2 separate regions of the Mus musculus genome follow, and region 2 is linked to region 1. A link is a contact called in public Hi-C data. All regions are on one chromosome and are shown on one strand. Each heading gives the region's core, a stretch centred on a gene start, on an enhancer-like site or on the middle of the called end of the contact. The rest is flanking DNA. Distances are from core to core; before and after follow the strand shown. Region 1 overlaps Fn1 (fibronectin 1). Region 2 has its middle 4.3 kb from the start of Gm30160.

What was found. A called contact is a pair of places that touch in the nucleus more often than the background predicts.
Region 2: a Hi-C map of liver shows a contact between it and region 1, with 2.6 times the contacts expected there. The contact joins two enhancer-like sites. A contact is called at or near these places in 1 of 484 Hi-C or Micro-C datasets (liver), 2 of 115 datasets of contacts at active chromatin or transcription factors (embryonic stem cells and pancreatic cancer cells) and 3 of 9 other capture datasets (adipose tissue, embryonic stem cells and pancreatic islet).

Annotation. Positions count from the first base shown.
Region 1 is chr1:71,632,239-71,638,002 of GRCm38.p6, reverse strand. It overlaps Fn1 (fibronectin 1), which reads left to right. Exons shown (of 46, transcript NM_010233.2): 12 at 608-751. Among named protein-coding and RNA genes, the nearest start is that of Fn1, 18 kb to the left of the region's middle. Within about 2 kb of position 2,167, at least 13 of the 459 cell types and tissues checked have an H3K27ac peak or open chromatin away from gene starts, as enhancers often do. A contact at or near this core is called in liver, where this site is marked.
Region 2 is chr1:71,720,964-71,727,306 of GRCm38.p6, reverse strand. No RefSeq gene overlaps it. Among named protein-coding and RNA genes, the nearest start is that of Gm30160, 4.3 kb to the left of the region's middle. Within about 2 kb of position 3,781, at least 28 of the 459 cell types and tissues checked have an H3K27ac peak or open chromatin away from gene starts, as enhancers often do. A contact at or near this core is called in liver, where this site is marked.

The DNA.
Region 1 (5,764 bases), core at 918-3,417:
ACTGCTTACTGAGACAGCAAATTGATCCCAGCAGTTTGTTCGGCCTGCGATTGTAAAGCCGAGAGGTCCCGGGAGGCTTGCTTAGAAAGCTGTTCATGCTTTAAATTTAGCTCATTAATGTAAAGCTACCTACTGAATTCCGAAGAAGTACACAAAATGAAATCATTGCAAAGTTCTTTTCTTATTTTACAGATGGCAAGTTTTAAAACTTTTAATTGGTATCTAGTTTCCTAAAATTAATTTTCAGATTTTGGCTATATGCTGAAATTTTAATCTTTACATTTTTTTTAAATTTAGCAATGTTTCCCCTGTAGGACACCAAATATCCTTCCCAAAAGGTACATTTTAATTTTAACGACTAATTTTCCCATAAGGTAAATGACTTGAATAAAATATTACTTTAGGACTGGGGAAATGGTTTCACACAACATATGCACGTATCTCACACACAAGCACATATCACACACACAAACACATACACTTATAACTTACTTTAACTATATTTGTAAGAACTGGAATTTTTATATTCATACTTTAAGAATACACTTCATCACACTACAGTGATGTGTTTGAGGCTGTTTTAATCTTTTCTTTGTGTTTGTTTTAGACCAGTGCCAAGATTCAGAGACCCGGACATTTTACCAGATTGGTGACTCCTGGGAGAAGTTTGTGCATGGTGTCCGATACCAGTGTTACTGCTACGGCCGTGGCATCGGGGAGTGGCACTGTCAACCTCTGCAGACCTACCCAGGTAAGTAGCTCTGAGACAGAAGCAGACCCATGGATGCCAGTCTATGCTACTATTTGGAATCCCAGTGGGGGCCTTGCTCTGTCCCATCCCTTTTCATATTACTGTCTAATAGTTAATTGCATTTTTGTCTTAAATTGTTTTATTTCACCCTTCATCAGGGAAAAATCACCAAAGACTATGAAAAAGTGCATGCTACAATTTTGCATTTTACACAGTTGAGGACTCCATTAGGTGAAAACATTTCAGTTCATTTTATCTCAGTCCTGTGTGTGTGTGTGTGTGTATCTGTGCTTGTGCAAACACATGTGTGGATGTGTGTATGTATGTGCACATGCATGCGTGTGCATGTGTGTACATGTGTGAGTGAGTGTGTGTGCCTGTGTTTGTGAGTGTACATGTGTGTGCACATGCGCATACATGGGCATGCATGCTTGCATTCGTGCATGTGTATGTGTGTGTGTTCAAGTAGAGCCATAAAGTAACTCAGACTGGAAGTGAAAGAGTTTTACATTCTGTTTCTTAAAGAGAAGTCACATCGACAGAAGGCAAGAAGTACAGTATGAGGCATAAATTTGTTTCCTGCCATCTTAAGCCCTTCTTTGTGTCAGATTTCATTTGTTTAGTGAGATGTAATGTGGAACAAAATCTGGAGCCAAGAAACTTGGTCAACTCCACCCACACCGTTCGAATACCTTAAAATATTTATTGTGGTTTTGTTGTTGATATTTATTGCTAGGTTCTCATTGTTTTGTTTGGTTGTTGTTTGTTCTCCCATAGAGACATCATGCCTAGCCATAGGCATTAATTCATTTTGGGGAAAACATTTAAAATTCACACGTTGATTATGAGTGCCATTTCAGCAGACTCCTAGATTTCCGTTAATGATTTATTTATTTATCTGTATGTGTGTGGAGAGGGCACTGGGTCACAGCACATACGTGAAGGTCAGAGTGGACTTTGAAGTTCTTTCTTCACACACGATTCTTTATGTGGGGATCAGACTCAGGTCTACAGGCTTGTGGGAGGCGAGCACCTTACCCTGAGCCATCTTGCTGGCCCAAATTTAAGACATGAAATACCACCTGTATTCAGAAACAAAAAGATTTGGGGTGGGGGGAGATAATCCACAAGAATACAAAATATTATAATAATAAATTAACTCCATAAGTATTAAGATTAAATACTAAGATTAAACTAATCTTCCTAAGAGTGTCCCAAAGTGAACGATGAGAGCCCAAGGCAGTGTGAGTCCTCGCTCTGACTGTGCTGTGAGAGAGATACTAGTTAACTTCTCCTGTGGACAAAGGGAGACTTGCTAACCACCTTTAAAATTGCTTCCAGTCCTTCACTAACAGTCAGAGACCCAGAGCACCCGTCCACCACTCATGCAATCATGTTTTGTTTGTTTTTCAATGACAGGGTTTCACTGTGTAACTCTGGCTACTTTGTGGACCAGGCTGGCCTCAGACTCATAGAGATCCACCTGCCTCTTCCTCCCAAGTGCTGGGATTAGAGTTGCATGCCTCCCATATCCAGAATACGCTCATTGTTTTTATGTGCTGGGGACATCCTCCTCCGCTCAGCCCTTAGACATTGTCAGGGTAGGATAGGTGATTGCTTCCGCAACTATGTAGCTCAGAGCAGCCTGCATTTTTGCTGGACTTTGGTTTAAGAGTGAGTTACTTGCCGGGCGTGGTGGCGCATGCCTTTAATTCCAGCACTTAGGAGGCAGAGGCAGGCGGATTTCTGAGTTCAAGGCCAGCCTAGTCTACAAAGTGAGTTCCAGGACAGCCAGGGCTATAACAAAGGAACCCTGTCTCGAAAAACAAAACAAAACAAAACAAAACAAAACAAAACCAAGAGTGAGTTACTTAACATTTTTAAAAATTGAATCCAGTTGCTTTGTTTTGCTTTTTGAGTCTCATCTAGCCCTGGGTGGCCTCAAACTTACTATGTAGCCAATGATGACCTTGAACTTCTGACCATGCCTCCTGTCTCTTGTTTCCAAAAGGCTGGGGTCACAGGTGTGCACATTACACCTGGTCAACTTAATATAGTTTAAAAATCTGATTACAAATGAGCCATAAATTCAGAAAACACATATTTAGGAGGATTGGATTTTCCAATGATACAAGCCAAGAATAGAAGTTTATTTTTGTGTTCACAGTCAGTTTTTGCAGGGCAATTTTTGAAATTTATTTTCTTTTAAGACCTTTTCTTTTAAAAATAAGTCTATTCACATATATCTTGCTGCAAGCATTGAGGGTAGATCTGCTGATGGACAGGAAGAGTCACCTAGCGGGAGTTTTACCTGTTGACTTTGTTCCCTGTTTCTAAAAAGGGCAATGTCAAAAACCCATTGAACACAGAAGAGATTTCAGGGCAAGCGGATGAGTGTTTGACCCTAGATAGCAGGCTCAGTGTTTATCTCAATGGAGGCTTTGCTCAAGGGCTCATGCCTAGCCTTTGAGGCTCCGATGGCTGAAAGACCGTGTCTGAGCCTTGCCCTGTTTGTTCTTCCTACTAGGTTGGTAGAGATGTTCAAACTAACAAAAGGTAGCAGGAATTTGGTTTGTCAATAAGCAACCAGGAAAGCACAGCTCTCAGCAAATTAGGTAGAGAAAGAACCTTTCGGGTCAAAAAAAATCATGAATGTTTAACTTCTCCAGGGTCACTATTATCGGAAATCACTCTTTCTGACCTTACTGTCAACTGATTTTGAAAGTGTATAATGTGGCACCCTACAAGTGAAGATCTCACAGTGGGCATTGCTATTAGAAGTGTAAAAGGTCCAGGGAGGTGGATGGTCGGGATCACACAACTAGCCAGCATCAAAGGGGATATAAAAACACTTCAATTTAAGTAGTGTAAATGATAGCTAGCCTTTTTTTTAACTTTCCCATCTTTAAATCATGTGTTGTAGTGTAGAGTATAGTGGAGAGCTGGAATTTAATTGACCTAGAAAACAGATGAGGGGTTTTCCTTCTTCCTTCCTTCCTTCCTTCCTTCCTTCCTTCCTTCCTTCCTTCCTTCCTTCCTTCCTTCCTTCCCATTCCTGCACAGAAATGCTTTAAATCCCCTTTGCCATTCAGGGCAGTCACTTGAAGGTGGACCCTGTCATCATCTTAGGGGCCTGGAGAGCTGAGAGCTCAGAGGTTGTAGTCCCTACGCAGTTTAATTCCCATCCCTCCCATTAGACAGCACAATTGCTGAACCTTCAGCTCAGGGGACCCATGCCTCTGTCTCCTGCCGGCACCCGTACTCTCTCATATGTAGGCATTTTAAAAATTAAAATTAAAAATAATGGGATTTCAGATCTGCGCTGAAAGGCTGAGAAAGGAAATGAAGTTCTGAGTCACTTGGGTTAACCATTGCGAGCATCTTTCCCTCCCTCCCTTTCCCGCGTCTTCTGTCACCCTTGTGAACACAGGGTTTGATGACTGGACAGACAGTAAATGTCATTTATATTCTCTTAATAATAGATTTATCAAGGAGATTTAGTTATCACAAGTTTTCCAGCCTCAAATTCAGTAAATAAGATGCATGAGACATGTCTATCTACCTGAGAGATTATACTAGGATTTTTCTAAAACAGCAATATTTAACAGCCTTATGCAGATTGTCACTAATAACATAAGGTCTGTTTTTACTGATTCATATGAAACCTCTTTAAATAGTGTTTGAAAGAAATGTTTTTAATGTATTTGTATTTGTGAGGCTCTTCATCTATGGAAGGAGCTATTCCAGAGGGCTGTGCAATGGACTTGAGTTGATTAATGGGACAACCAACCTGTGTGGCGCGTGGGTCCTATGCCCCTTAGGATGCAAAGATGAGAATTTTGACATTTCAGCTTGTAGCATTAAGTGAAATCAAGACTCAATGAATATGTGTTAGTCTTCAACAAGCTGAGTTATTCCCAATGAAGAAGTTGAGTTCAAAATCTTTTGAGGTCACATAAATATGTAAGTTACATATTTATTCTGCTAAAGAAGATTTTGCTTTTAAAGAATTTAGAAGCTTAAGACCATAATTAAATCTGAAAGTCAATATATTTTTTCCAAGAGCACTCAGAAATCGCAGGTAGTGTAGAGAACTCCTTTATCAGCATGCAGAATTTTCTTCTGTCTCACAGAGCATCAGTGAGAACTTTGTGTCTTAGGTTTTTGTAAGGACTTTGTACAAATGGATTTTGACTGACAAAGAATTAGAGAGAAGATAAATTTCCATTCTGTAAACAGAGTTTTTGATAAAATTTCATTATTATCCTAAATGGAATCTACTATATTAAAAAATTGATTCCCTTCTCTTATTTTGCCTTTTTTTTCCCCCCAAGGAAAAAACCTGAATCTATCTTAAATTTTGTTAATAACAGTCATATCAAGATCTGAAAATACTGAATTTTAAATATATGCTTTCAAATGTCATTTCAATTGATGATTGCTTAAAAAGATTTTTTTTTTGAACAATTCGCTCACAGTGGCTTTAAGAGTGTACTTAAGTAAATGTAAAACGAACAAACAAACAAAAACACTAAAGGAGAGAAGGCTTAGACTGATGGGGAAATAAACCTTGGGCTTTAATTATTACCTCTGTCTGTTTGTCCGGATTCAGCCCCATTTAGAAATGTTTGTTTTGTGTCACGCCGTAAGGCCTTGGGATCATTGCTTCTGAGCAGAGTCCTCTGTCCCGAAAGCCTCCATGATTCGGAATTTGTCTTACAAGAGCCTTCATGTAATTAGCACATGAGGTCTGTATTCTGAGCTACATTCTTCGTGTTAAGGAAATTTCACAGTTGTCCCACGTCTTACTTTGAAAGCCAGAGAAGAAGGCAAGCTATGAGACACTGGAGTGGTTTCTCTCGTATTTATTAGAAAAAGAATTCTAATTGCTTTTCTTATGGGAAAGGCAATGATTACCAGGTCAAATCAGACTGTGCTTTTTCTTCAGCTAATGTCACAATGTAGAAGGTTTAACTAGACTCTTTGCCCACATTTCCCGAGAAGCGAAAAGTC
Region 2 (6,343 bases), core at 2,532-5,031, 88 kb before region 1:
CAAAGTCTTCTTAGTGAGGGATAAGACCAGAGCAGCATCCACATAATGCATTTACGTGAGTTTTTTAAGAGCAGACTACAAACACAGCACTGTGCCGTGACATTCATATAGCATTGTTTGGAGTAAGTTGTGTTTGAGTCTACTTTAATTTTCTGTGTACTATAATAAAACTGGCCTCCATCTAAACTGTATGATGCTTTCTAAAAGGGGTTAGAAAGAGACAGAAGAGCTGGAGGGATTGACCAGTGGCTATGAGCACTGTCTGCTTTTCTAGAGGACCCAGGTTTGACTTCCAGCATCCGTACAGAGGCTAAAAACCACCTGTAACTCCAGTCCTTAGGGGATCTGATCCTTCTATGGGCACCAGGCACACACATCGTATGTAGACATACAAGCAGACAAAACACCCATGCATAAAAAAAAAGTAAATAAAAATTTAAAGCAAATAGTGAGGCACTATTTTTATGTTTTGGACACCCAGACAAATTGAAATTTTCCAAAGTGTTAATTGAGTCGTAATTCTTTACTGAGATAATCAAATGGTCAATAAGGTGGTCACTGTAGACATGTTAATTTTGTTATTATTGAATTGATCAGCTGGATTCCTGAGTTGGGAAAAGAAAGAATGCTTAAACCATACTGGTCCACACTGAGATTTTTTTTTTTTTTTTTTTACACAGAAGCATATCTGTTTAGGGGTCCACTAGGAGACTTAGCTTAGCCAGTGGGAAGAGAAAGAAAGAAAGAAAGAAAGAAAGAAAGAAAGAAAGAAAGAAAGAAAGAAAGAAAGAAAGAAAGAAAGAGAGAAAGAAAGAAAGAAAAAATGGGGAGGAGAGTCACAGAGCTTCTAACCCTTCCAAGTTCTCTGGCCCACTTGCTTGATGACCATGGTCTGTTTCAGTGAACTTTTATTATCTGGGGGGCGGGGGGCAGGGGGATGAAAAGGCTTGAGTTTTTGTTGTTAGCATAATTCTGAGATTATTAGCATCTATATACCTGTGTACTTTGCACACATGCGCGTGCACACACACACACACACACACACACACACACACACACACACACACACACGATTCGGGGCTTCCTTGTGTCAAATATAGAATTTAAAAAAAAAAAGAGACCATCATGTTAGTGTTAACATGGAACTCCCTGTTGAAAAGAGCTTTGGTTTTGATTTCATTTATTTATGAACACAAATTTTAAATTCTACGAATTGTGGACCTTCATTCATACTTGTTCTCTTAAAACGTGTTTCTGTCCTTACAGGCTTATAAGGAACAGTGCTACCTGTGGCACCAGTATTGTGTTCAAACACGCAGGAAGACCCAACATAATCCAACATTTAAGCAACTGCCTAAAAGTTTTTGCACAGTTAACAATTTACATTTTAGCGTGGCCACTCCTTCCAACAAGAAAATTTCCCCCATATTTGGCAGATGCCGGGTGAGGACTTGGCCTCTGCTTCTCGGATGGACAAGGAGAACAGCTGGTAGCAGACATGGTGTCACATACCTTCAAAGCTGGATGGCTGACCTTAGGTTACCTCTCTTCTCTTTTCCCAGTTAAGTGCTGCCAGTCTCTTCAACCCTTTTGTTTCAGTGCAGTTTGCCAATGCATTACTATTCCGTCTCCTCTGGATCTTCCAAAATTGAGGCGTTCCAAATTGAAAACTGTTTTCTTGTTGTAATACGACTAGTACTGAGTAGGGAAAGTACCATCTATTTGTCCATCCACTCATTGGCTAAGTTATTATGAAGTGTCTCTCCCCGATCCCCACCCCATACATCAAAGGGACCAGGTGCATCTTGCCACTATAGTTGCTGGATTTCAGAAAACACAAAGCAAGGCGCGTCATAAGGCCATGACTTCAGCAGTGAAAGAATTTCTCAGATGGGAGAAGGGCCGAGTGCCAGGTAACAAGCAATGTGTGGCCAGTTAGCTAATCCATCACCTATGAAACTTCGTTTTTGCCTTTTTATGCGCTTCTTATCAAGTCCTGCCTCTCTCTCATGTGCCTTTGCATATGCATGGGCATATGTGTATATGTGTGCCTGTGTGTATTTATGTGAAACCTGCAAGGCATTTTTTTATAGGCACATCTTTTTTATTTTATTTATTTGGTGGTGTTGCTGTCTTCAGACAAACCAGAAGAAGGCATCTGATCCTATTGCAGATGGTTGTGAGCCACCATGTGGTGACTGAGAATTGAACTCAGGACCTCTGGAAGAACAGTTAATGCTCTTAACCACTGAGCCATCTCTCCAGCCCCGCACATCTTTCCTTAAATCTTAAAAAACAAAACAAAAAACAAAAAACAATGTATACAAGTGTGAGGAGATCTAGTCAGCCTTGGGTGTCAGTCCTCACTATCTGCCTTGAGACAGAGTCTCCTGTTTTCTGCTATGTATTTCCAGGCTGGTCCAGGAGTGCAGATTTCTTTCTCTCCATCCTTTCACTTGATATAGGAGCACTGGACTACAGGGCATAGTGGGTTTTGGGGGAAGCTGTTTATTCACTGAGCTGTCTTCTCAGCCCCTGTTTCTCCAGTTTTAAATATGCAAAACTTCTTCATTAAATCTTCCATTTTGCTTATTTTGTTTCACGAAAGAACCAGACTCATGAAATTCTCCACATGTTAAAGTAAGAAACTTGGTGTTTAAAGCGCCTCTGGTTCCTCCACCTCCCACTCTTGGGCTCTCAGCTCTGCCTGGTAACTTTGTTGCTTCCTTTCTTCCCTCCATGTCGCCTGTTGTTTCTCTCTTAAGTAGTAAATGTAACAACCCGAGCACAGTTGAAAACATCAGATAGGAACAATGACTTTAGGTGCCTATAACCTCCAAACTGTGAAGCCATAGAGAAGAAAGGGAAGGTTATCAAATGATCAAAAAAAAAAAAAAAAAAAAAAAAAAAGACACAGCTTCTTGGACTGAAATTTTCAACAGTGCAAAATTTGAGATGTTTTTCTTTCTGAGATGAGCTGTGAGTTGTGTTTCATCAAAAGTAAAGAAGTTACTTTTGAAAATTGTCTCCACAGCTTAGGGAAGAAAAAAAGCCTAGATTCCCTACTTCAAAAGGAGCTCTTTATTAGTGTGTCTACTTGAGAAACAAACCCGGAGTCAGAGAGGGTAGACAGAGCCTTCCTAATTCAGACAAGCAGCAGCAGGCAGGCAGAGTCACCGCCAACCTGCTTGGCAAATTAGTGTTCGAAAATATTATGTCTCAAATGTAGGAAGTCTGCAGGCAGAGTGTTTGCGGTGTTATCAGACAAGAATCTCTGTGTACCTGGACTTAGTGTCCACTTCTCTTCAAACCCAAGGCTTTGCACTGAGTTATGTCAACATATGACTCAAAAGGGCCGGAAAGGGAAAAACAGGCACAAAGAGGGCTGTGGAGACAAGCGCAAATAAAAACATAAGCCAAAGTAAGCCTGCTTGTTCTGAGAACTGGGAGCGCTTCTTTTTGAACCAAAAGTGGAAAAAATAAATAAATGGACTCTATACATTCTAGTGACCTTTGTCTCATCTCAAGGGAATAAAAATATATAAAGAAAATATTCTAATATTCTAAATGATAAGTAAAATTTCCTTTTAATCCATACTGTCTCTAGAAAATGCTAGGTATGGGGTATGGGGCATGGCTCATGTAAGTGCTTGCTGTGCAAGCATGAAGACGCCCTGAGTTCAATATAGAGAATTCACATGAAAAAGCCAGATGGGGCAGTGTACACCTGTCATCCTCGGAATGGAGCTCACCGGCCGGCCAGCTTAGTCTGACTATGACGCTCCAGGCCACTAAAGTGAAAGAATCTGAGAAACTCTATGTGAGAGTGTCTGTCAGTCTCCATGTGCACATGCATGTGTGTGCACAGACATGCTCACACACACTCCTCTCCCCTAGATATTAGTTATGCATAGTATAGTCTCTAAGCGCCATCAGGAATTGGTGCTAATTTTACTGAACAGTTTATATATACAACTCTTCCAACGTTAAAACAGTGAGAGATAAATGATTGACAGGGACTGCTCCTGCTAGCATGAACCTCCCTGAGAAGCACTATACAGATAACAGGCACTAATATTTGCCTCAAATATTATGTGGTTCATTCTAGTACCATGCATACTTCCTCATTTAAATGAACTTATGTGTGTTAAAGGAGTACTTTTGTAAAATAGGAACCCTTTTATGTGGCCAACATTATGACCACCAGAAATGCTGACTACTAAGAAAAATATTTTAATTTTCTTTCTAGCATACAATAGTAATTATATCTTAACAAAAATGCAATTATTTCCGTTTGCTTTTAAGTGTCACTGTTGAATAAAGGCTCTGAGCCTGCTGGTCAGAGACTGAATTGAAAGTGACTTTTAAATAAAGCCCATAACTTACTGTGTGGACACAAGAAAGGCATTTACATAGCTATAAGATGAGCTAATCCCAGAGATGACAGAAAAAGGAAAGAATGATCAAAATACTTGGAAAATTTGATCTGCTTTGCTTGACAGCTTAGAAAACCCAATATTCTCTGCCTTAATATAATATGAAGTTATGCAATAATCTGCAACACATATAATAAACTCCTCAGTCTCAATTTGTCTGGCTCTAGAGATACAACTGATCGTGTAAAGGTTTGAATGCAAATGGGAGACATGAAAGACTGGATGTGGGTGGGCAGATGGCAAACTCTATTCAATTAAGCAAGACTGACTTCAGCATTCAACCAATTTAAAATTCTAATTGGAATCTAACAAGACATTTTTTCCTCCTCCTCCCTTTTATCCTCAAAATATCAAATCTAATATTTTTCACGTTCTATTGTATCTTAGGCAAGGTTCCTAAATATTTCACATATGTTCCTAGTGACATTTTGTACTCAGAAAGGGTAATGAAATGTTAGCGATTGTGAAATGCTAACGATCCAGGCATGCTATGTAATAACAATTCGTGTTTCTCAATCTGATAAACTGAGAAGGTCAAAAAAATGTGACTTTTCTTATTTTAACCAGACAATTATGGCATAAAATGAGCTGCTAGCTAGTCCAGTGTCTTCTCTATGACTTCTATTATAGAAGTGGTTTAACAACTTGCAAATGAAGAGATAACAGTGAACTAGTCTAAAGGCAGAATCTATTGCATATGTAGAACATCCCTATGTTAGCTTGATGAAGAGAAGATCAACTTTTCCACGATGGCAGCATCAGAACTGGGTTACTATCCCACTAGCTTGATGCACACTGGATGGTAAAGTCGATGGCTCACAGAACTCATCTTTGCTGAGGACTCTATCTATGCACTGATAACAGAATAGAGCCTTTCTGTCTAAAAGATACATTGTTTAAGATAGGATTTGCATTGGAATGGAACATGTGTTTTGAAGGACCATGCTAACATTCATGAGAACATCTCAAGAGAAGAAGAAAAAGGTTTAAGACAAATGTGGTGGGAAAGAAGACCAAAATCACCAGAAGGTCATGGAGAGCTAGTCTCCAGTCCTAGAAACTAGTCTATCTCTTAGTTAGGACCCAAACAGATCCCATTTTTGAGGTGGCTTTTATAGAGCAAATGAGAAGAATTTCTGCCTGTGGAATAGCTCTCTGCTTTGCCTGTGGAAAAAGACTTTCATTTATGATGTGGTCCCTATGGGCACTCAACGTTTCTTTATAGTAGGTAGCAGGATACATGGATGGATGAACGACACCCTGAATGTTTGGACACTACCCAGAACAAACTATGGCTTTTAGACATTGAGAAAAGGAGTTGAAGGCAGTGGCCATTTGTTTCTCCAACATAGATTTTTTTTTTATAAAATAGGGGTTTTACTAGGTAGCCCTGGCTGGCCTAGAACTCACAGAGACATGCCTCTTTTTGACTCCTGAGTGTTGCGATTAAAGGCATCTTTTACTATGCCCTGCCTCTAACATCTTCATACTGTTCTTCCCTCAAGTAAGAAGAGGGCTACTGCGGGTGGGCCAAACGTAAGGACAACTAGGGAACAGTGGAGCCATAGAGGATTGCGGCTGACAAGAGAGGCTTAGGAACCGCAGTCTCAGACATTTCCACTTCTCCATTTCTTTCTACACAAACCAGGGATTGTGTTACTCTCTAGTCTCTTAAACAATATTCACTGAATTTGGGGGGTGATCAATGAGATTATTACTTCTGCTTAGATATTTAATTCATCATCTGAAGGAAAGAGAACTGCTCACACTGGGTGGTTTTCTGTATATGGTATTAGTTATATCATCTTGCAGCAGATTCTCTTACCTGAACCAAATTTAGCCTTTTGATATCTAAGAAAATGTGTGTGTGTGTGTGTTTTCAAGACAGGGTTTCTCTGTGCAGCCCT